2 separate regions of the Sus scrofa genome follow, and region 2 is linked to region 1. A link is a contact called in public HiChIP or PLAC-seq data. All regions are on one chromosome and are shown on one strand. Each heading gives the region's core, a stretch centred on a gene start, on an enhancer-like site or on the middle of the called end of the contact. The rest is flanking DNA. Distances are from core to core; before and after follow the strand shown.

Evidence for each region. HiChIP or PLAC-seq counts read pairs in DNA pulled down with a chosen protein or histone mark.
Region 2: an H3K27ac HiChIP or PLAC-seq map of alveolar macrophages shows a contact between it and region 1. The contact joins two enhancer-like sites. A contact is called at or near these places in 2 of 47 Hi-C or Micro-C datasets (embryonic fibroblasts and epiblast stem cells) and 1 of 2 datasets of contacts at active chromatin or transcription factors (alveolar macrophages).

Annotation. Positions count from the first base shown.
Region 1 is chr17:54,613,676-54,617,711 of Sscrofa11.1, reverse strand. ZNF217 (zinc finger protein 217) reads left to right here. Exons shown (of 6, transcript NM_001123217.1): 3 at 3,054-3,170. Among named protein-coding and RNA genes, the nearest start is that of ZNF217, 16 kb to the left of the region's middle. Within about 2 kb of position 1,726, at least 22 of the 83 cell types and tissues checked have an H3K27ac peak or open chromatin away from gene starts, as enhancers often do. A contact at or near this core is called in alveolar macrophages and embryonic fibroblasts, where this site is marked.
Region 2 is chr17:54,790,189-54,794,674 of Sscrofa11.1, reverse strand. No RefSeq gene overlaps it. Among named protein-coding and RNA genes, the nearest start is that of ZNF217, 160 kb to the right of the region's middle. Within about 2 kb of position 3,059, at least 10 of the 83 cell types and tissues checked have an H3K27ac peak or open chromatin away from gene starts, as enhancers often do. A contact at or near this core is called in alveolar macrophages and embryonic fibroblasts, where this site is marked.

The sequences.
Region 1 (4,036 bases), core at 477-2,976:
TTCATATCAAATATTTAGAATGTTTTGAGTTTCCTGGGACACGGGAGAACCTAGCACTTAGCTTGCTTAAAATAGTCCCTTTCCAGAAATCTAGGAAATGCGTTATGGTGTCTTAATGACATCATAAAAATGACTTTAAACACAGACCTCCAGTCTTCAAGTGGTTCCTCTTAGTGTCAGTGCTGTTGGTGGGCCTGCAGTGATGGGGAGATAATGAGGCCTTCGAGATGCCCCAGTGCCCTGAAAGAAGAGGGCGGGCTGGTCTCATCTACCAGGTGGTATGGGCAGAAGAACTGGATGGCAAACTTGGGCCCAGCCAGCAGGCAGATAGAATAGCCCATAATAGCTGGGGGCACCAATACTTGCATCGCGTCTGGTTCTACCAGGGTATTGTTCTGTGACCCATTACGTGTTGCTTAACCTTTCTTTGCCTGATTTTCCTGTTTGTGAGATTGGTTCATCGACCCTTGTCTTCCACCACCCAAGGATGATTTCAACTGCCTATTTATAAAAAGTCCTTTGGAGGACAGCACAACAAAGTCAAAGGTGATGCTTAGGAGCAGGAAGCAGGTAGATGTGGACATTTCATGTCCTTCGTGTTAGAATAAAGGCATTTCATAACCTTTTGGATATGATGCAACATATCATGAATCCTGACACATAGTTGGAAGTAGGAAATTGCAAGGAAGTGCAAGTCCAGTTACAGACTCAGCTGCTTGGGAGGGATTGTGAGAAAGAGAGCTGGGCATTCTGCGTTAGGATATGGATTTTCCTGAAGTCATGTTATGATGTGAGCTGCTCTAGGGTTACCTTATTGTTATTTACTGTCAATCTGGCTTTCTTTAGGTTTATTTTAAAGAAGATGAAAAAGCAAAATATATTTTTATTCTTTTCAGTGTTTATAAATACAAGGTTTCGTAGTAGTTTTGATGTCAATTATTTTTTAAAGTCTTCATGACAGCTTTTTATTTTATTTTTCCTTTTCATTTTATTGAAATATAGTTGGTTAACAATGCATGACACCTTTTTAGACCAAGGGCTGCCTCTGCTGCTTGGAGTTTAGAGGTTTAGAGGTGGATACGTTGTCCTCAGGGAAGTTTAGGGGCCACAGATTAAACAGTCCTGTATTAATTGTAGCTGGAGGCTCACTGTGGTTTGCTTATAAGCTGCTTTTTAAAATCAGTAAATCTGTAAATCTAGACTGCAGAATGCGGAAGGAGCCAGGAAGAGGCCATTTGGTTGGAAATTATAGTTTTTCAAGGCAAAATGACCAGTTATGGTAAATTTAAAGAAATGACCTGACTTCTGTTGTAAGGCTGTTGTAATGTATGTAATGTGGCCGACAGTAGGAGGAGGGCCACTAGGACTGAAGTGCTCGTATTTGGCTGAGCGGATGCTGAACTGCAGCATCTCTGAGGTCAGGGAGGGCTGGTGTGGGAAGTACAGTCTATTCCTTTCCTTGGTGTTCCCAGTGGGCCTTTATTTACTTCCTTGCACACCGGCTACACTGTCTCGATCACCCTGCAGAGTGAAGATTAACTTGACTTTGTCATGCGGGGACAGATTTTAATTCTACAGGTCCATTTTGCCCACGTGTGTGCTTGTGGACCATACAGTCTGCTTTCCAAAGCAGCGCTCGATTTTGACAAACTTTCCTAGGTGTTTGCCCAGGATCGAACTTTTAATTTTCCGTAAAGATTAAGCTGTGCTTGCTACCCTCTAGTGGTGACTTGCCTCAGCTTAAGATGAAAACCTTCCTCTGGTGGGTGGGAAAGTTGGTGAGTTGTATTGGCGCAGTTTTCTAAACCCCTGTTCTGGAGAGGCTGGTTAGTCCAGCCCGTATGCAGGTCCTGCTTGAGTTTGCCAGATTCTGCTTGTCTCAGACTTGTTGGGAGAACAGGAAACTGTTCGTGCCTCTCAGTCTGTGTGATCAAGCACATGAAGAACTGAATCTTTAACAGTGAACTCTGCTATGCTCAGAAAAAAAAAAAAACCTGACTCACACATACTGTGATAACTACAGGCAACCTCAGAACAACATCTGGCGTGTTTTTAGCCTTTCTCGTTTACCCCAACACCTAACATAAAAATTATTTTGTACTTTCCAAAAAATGTTTCTATCATGAATGTTTTTCTTTTTTTAAAATTTTATGATTTTTATTTTTTCCATTAGAGTTGGTTTATAGTGTTCTGTCAGTTTCTGCTGTACAGCAAGGTGAACCGGTCATGCATATATATATATACACACATCCTTTTTCTCACATTATCCTCCATCCTGCTCCATCTTAAGTGACGGGATATAGTTGCCAGTGCCATACAGCAGGATCTCATTGCTTATCCACTCCAAAGGCAATAGTTTGCATCTATTAACCCCAGATTCCCAGTCCATCCCACTCCCTCCCTCTCCCCCTTGGCAACCACAAGTCTATTCTCCAAGTCCATGAGCTTCTTTTCTGTGGAAAGGTTTGTTTGTGCTGTATATTAGATTCCAGATATAAGCGATATCATATGATATTTGTCTTTCTCTTCTGACTGACTTCACTTAGTACGAGAGTCTCTAGTTCCATCTGTATTACTGCAGTTGGCATTATTTGTTCTTTTTTATGGCTGAGTAGTATTTCATTGCGTATATGTACCACATCTTCTTAATCTATTCATCTGTCGATGGACATTTAGGTTGTTACCATGTCTTGGCTATTGTCAATAGTGATGCAGTGAACATACAGGTGCATGTGTCTTTTTCAAGGAAAGTTTTGTCCAGATAGATGCCCAAGAGTGGAAATGCTGTGTCCTTTGGTAGTTCTGTATTTAATTTTCTGAGGTACCTCCATACTGTTTTCCATAGTGGTTGTACCAGTTTATATTCCCACCAACAGTGTAGGAGGGTTCCCTTTTCTCTCCACCCTCTCTAGCATTTTTTGTTTGTTGACTTGTTAACGATGGCCATACTGACAGGTATGAGGGTGGTACCTCTCATGAATATTTAAGTCAGCTTGCCCTTTTCACATATTAGAGCTGTCTTCTTATATGAATATTTTTGTTTCTATTTTAAGATAAAAATGATGATGGAGGAAAAATAAAGCATCTTACATCCTCAAGAGAATGTAGTTATTGTGGAAAGTTTTTCCGTTCAAATTATTACCTCAATATTCATCTCAGAACGCATACAGGTAAGGAACTTCGTAGATTTTTTTTTTTTTTTTTTTTTTTTTAGGGCCACACCAGCATATGAAAGTTCCCAGACTAGGGGTCAAATTGGAGCTGTGGCTGCCGGCCTATGCCAGAGCTACAGCAACGCCAGATCTGAGCCACATCTGTGACCTACACCACAGCTTGTGGCAATGCTGGATCCTTAACCTACTGAGGGGGAGGCCAAGGAACGAACCCGCATCCTCATGGATACTAGTTGGGTTCTTAACCCGCTGAGCCACAACAGGAACTCCTGTAGATTTTTTTTTTTTTCCCCACAGCGTGTGTTCGTTCAGAGGATTATGATGTAGTTCTGTGTCAGATTTTTGTTGTCAGATCGTCTCCTAGACCTTTGGAATAGCCTGAGATGGAGTATGTAGTGTCGACTGTAGCTGTCACTTTTGATTCCATTAAGTGTCATTGTCTTGAATTGTTCCTGTGTTCAAGTAACTTAAGTTCTGATTTCATTTCCTTTTCTCCCCTTTTTTCTTTTTTAGCCACGGCATGTGGAGAAGTCCTGGGCCAGGGTCAGATCCAAGCCACCGTTGTCCCCTATGCCATGGCTAAGGCAATGCCAGATCTTTAATTCTTTGTACCCCGCCAGGGATTGAACCTGCGTCCTGGCATTGCAGAGATCCTGCTGATCCTGTTGTGCCACGGCAGGAACTCCAAAACTGCTTTAGTATTTTTTAATGCCGTAGTGGGTTTCTTTGTATTAATTTTTATGATTTAAAATGAATATATTTAATAGTCTTTTTTTTTTTTTTTTTTTTTGTCTTTTTTGGGCCATACTTGAGGCATATGGAGGTTCCCAGGCTGGGGGTCAAATCAGAGCTGTAGCTGCTGG
Region 2 (4,486 bases), core at 1,810-4,309, 180 kb before region 1:
GCCATCTGATTAATGACCAGTCTACACACAACAGCCAGATTCCCTGAGATGCAGTCCTTGCTGCCACTTCAGGCATGAAAGTCTCCACTGTAGAAAACAGACCTGTTCAATGGGTGAGAAACTCAAGAAGGTTATACTGGTAACTCCAAGGCAGAACTGGTCTGTTTCCTGGCCAGCAAATGTCCCTCTTTCCTCCAGGGCAGTTGAAGCTGCTTCCAGTCCTGAGACCCGATGTGTGACTCGTTCTAGCTGCAAACTTCACATTTCATCTCAACCGTCTGTTAATAACAGGGGCCACCAGCTCTGTGCTGTTTATCTCCTGGTTACGTTCTTTGGGTGAATTATCTATGAGTCATGAGTCATATCTTCAGGGCGCCTTGGAAAGTGCTTCCACCTACAATCGTATTTGTCATAGAAGCCCTACCAGAAAGCTGCAGACAGTCTTTACAGATGAGGAAACAGCTTCAGAGAGGTGCCTTAACTTGCCCACATCACATAGCTGGTTAACAGAACCCAAGATCAGCTGAACCTTTGCTCTTTAAGACCCTTCATGAAAATCTTACACTTACCAGTAAGAATCCCATTAAAAATAAAAATAACTTCCCAGCTAGGCAATTAAATTCTTAATTAAAAACATAGTGATGGGGGATAATGTGAAAGAAAAGAATGTATATATATATATATATATATATGTATAACTGGGTTGCTTTGCTGTTCAGCAGAAATTGACAGAACATTGTAAATCAACTATAATAAAAAAAAGTTTTAGGAGTACCATCCATGAGGACGCAGGTTCGATCCCTGGCCTTGCTCAGTGAGTTAAGGATCTTGTGTTGCCATGCGATGTGGTATAGGTCGCAGATGCGACTCAGATCCTGCGTTGCTATGGGTGTGGTGTAGGCTGGTGGCTATAGCTCCAATTTGACCCCTAGCCTGGGAACCTCCGTATGCTGCAGGTGCAGCCCTACAAAGACAAAAAAGCAATTTTTTTTTTAATTAAAAGAAAACCACATATCAGTGAATGAAATAAGACAGTAAAGCATGTAACATCATGCCAGGCATTTAATAACTGCTCACTAACGGTTAGTCATGACGATGAGCCAGAGATCTTCAAATACAAATGTATATGTATGGTATGTGTTTGAAGATATCTTAAATTGACAGTGTAGGGGTGAGGGATACCCGTCAACCTATATTATTTGGCTTCATAAAGTTTTTTGAATGTTTCCAACAGCTCCAAATTGGGACATTCATTGCACATGAATAATCCAGATACATGGCATCTCCCGGAAAACTGGCGCCTATGGGCTGGAACTATGGAGCCACTGACCTCATAAGGCAGCGTGCGTCCTTTCTGGTTCACCACAGACTCTGGCCTGAAGTAAGGCCTGTGGGTTTGCCGTTTCTCGCTGGTGGTGAAGAGAGAGAACTCTGGAGTGAAATAACAAGTCTTAGTTCTTGGCATTGCCTCTTCCCAGCTGGGTGGCCTCGGGCAAATCAGTTCACCTTTCTGAGTCTCTCTTCTGGAGCTGTGGCGGTGCTCCAATAAGGTGATCTTCCTAAAAGCATTTAGCACTGTGCCTAATAGACAGCTTTCAATCAGAGTTAGCTCTTACTCTTGTTACATGTGGGAGGCAGAATAATGGCCCCCTAAAGATGTCCACATGCTGATCCCAAAACCTGTGAGTATGGTACCTTCTGTGGCCAAAGAGATGTTGCAGGTGTGATGATGTTAAGGATTTTTAAATTAGAGATTATCTTGGATTATGGGGGGCGGGGGTGGGAGTCCAGTGTCATCACAGGGTCCTTGTAAGTGAAAGATGGAGGAGATGTGATGATGGAAACAGAGGCTGAAATGATGCTCTTTGGAGATGGAGGAAGGGACCATAATTTCAAGAAACTTGGAAAAGCCCAGGAAGCGCATTCTCCCCTGCAGCCTCCAGAGCGACACAGCCCGACCGACCCCTTGACCTTAGCCAGTGAAACCCATTTTGGATTTCATTGTAAGATAATGAATTTGTCCTTTTTTTAAGCCACCAAGTATGTTGCAATTTCTTACAGCAGAAATAGGAAACTAATACATTAGGTTATTTCCTCCTCACAACAGTTCTGTGAGGTGTACCTGTTTTCCGTATTCTGCAGGAGAAATAGGCTCAGTAAAATTTAGAAAATTGCAGGAGAGTGCTGGAGCCCAGGGTCAATTCCCAGTCTTTCTGAAGCCCCAGTGCAACTTCTCTCCTTATGCCTCCCAATTATCTACAGTCTTTCAGCTCCTACTTGAATGAGCCCAGAAACAGAAATACCCTTGCTTCCTGAGGCTACTCTTTCGATGGCTGAATAGGATTCACCGTTATGTCTTCCATATACTGAGCCGCTTTCTGCTACACTCTGCAATACTTAGTTATAAGTGAAGCCACCCAGTTGGGCTGGTGGAAGTAAAGGGGAATGGGGATTTATAACAAGGTCACAAAGATAGCTCACGAAGCCCATGTCCAGAAAGGCATTTTGGCTTTTGGAAGAAATGGGGGAGTTCCCATCGTGGTGCTGCGGAAATGAATCCAACTAGAAACCATGCGGTTTGGGGTTCGATCCCTGGCCTTGCTCAGTGGGTCAAGGATCCGGCGTTGCCGTGGGCTGTGGTGTAGGTCACAGACGCAGCTTGGATCTGTGACCTACCATTGCTATGGCTGTGGTGTAAGCTGGCAGCTGTAGCTCAGATTAGACCCCTAGCCTGGGAACCTCCGTATGCTATGGATGCGACCCTAAAGAGCAAGAAAGAGAAAGGAAAAGAAAAGAGAAGCTGAAAAGAACCCAGCCAGAGAAGACCCTCTCTCTTCCATCTCTGCCTCTTTGCATTTCTGTGCAGACTGATTTTCTTGGCTCCTCCATTGCCATGGTGGCAAATGCCTGTCCCGTAGTTACACAATTTACTACAGGTCCCATCATACGGAGAGGCAGACTGGCAGTCCCCAAGGCAAATTCCACATTCCCCAGGGCAAGGATCAGTGCCTCCAGTTTCCAGCAGACATCCACCGCTTGTCCCATCAGCTGGCAACAGAAAGGCAGGGTTGTAAAGAACAAACATGGCTTTCAGGGACTCGCCGCACTTGACAGTGGACTTGGGGTGCACAGGGGAGGGGTGGAGGAACTGTCATGAACTGAGCTGACACCCCAAGAGGTATCACATTTATTTCCCCAATGTTTGCCAAAAAAGCAATAGAGATAGGAAGGCAGCTTCCTCCATGTGGAAGACCTTTGGGGCTTTTAAAAAGCTCTCTCTTCCCTTGCGGTCAGCTCCTTTCCTGGGAAACATCGCTAGATCCTCCAGTCATGCCTCGCTAGGACAGTTCCCAGATGACTCATCAACCTGACCGCTCCCCCAGCCCTCAGCTGTGCTCCTTTGCAATGTCCCGTTCAGATTTGTAATTTGTCTCCATAACTAACCTCCCTTCTCCGAATGTGGGCTGCCTGGCTCATTGAAATTGTTTTCCTCCTTTACCTTCCTTAGACCCACAAGGCATGTACTGACTCTGTTAATGCAGCCTCAGATCATTTCCTTGGCAGCTGTCTCCATCTGGCTCAAATTGAGCTTGTGGCCAACTAGAAGCCCTAGATCTACTTCCCAGGAACTGCTGTCTGGCCAAGTCTCCCCATTCCCAGACTTCAATAATTGATGCCAGAATCCACATCCATCTCTGGGAAATATTCTCTTACTTCTTCCATTTCTTCATTTGGTGCTAACCAGAGACCATTGTGAATCTTGATCCTATTATGTCAGTTTTTTGTCTCCTAGAGATTCCATCAGTATCCTTTCATTTTTCAGTCCTGAACCAAAAAGATATCCAGAATAGACCCAAGTCAGTGCTCCATGGCACACCAATGGACACGTCCTAAGTTGCCATGGCTTTATTAATCAACATTAAATATACTGAAAATATATGCTGCAAGTATTTTATGTTCTTATATTCCTGGAAAAGGAAGGGTGGCTCCATGAATTCCTCAAATGTTTTTGATGCTTAATTTTTATAAGGAGAGAAAAGATCCAACATGTTTATAATACAGGACATCAAGAATACAGCAAAACCTCTGGAAGTCTTTAATTCAGATGAGTCACGCTAACCACCAGGACTTACTAAGATTATTGAACCTGCTTCTCACATCAACCCAGAGGTATTCATAATTCCCATTTTGTGGCTATGTAACCAAAACTGCACAGAAGTAAGTTGCAGAACTAAGATTTGAAGGAAAGCTGTTGACAGCATAAGTGCTTAATCCTAACACCAGGAGTGGGCATATTTTTTTCAGATCAGGCCGTAAATATTTTGGGCTTTGGGGACCACCCAGTGTCTGCCTTTGTAGAGTGAAAGTTGCCGTACATAAAACATAAATAATGGACATGGCTGTGTTCAAATAAAACTTTATTTACAAAAGCAGGTGGTGCCCCCATTTGCTTCCCAGGTGGTCGTTTGTCAATCCATCCTAGGAC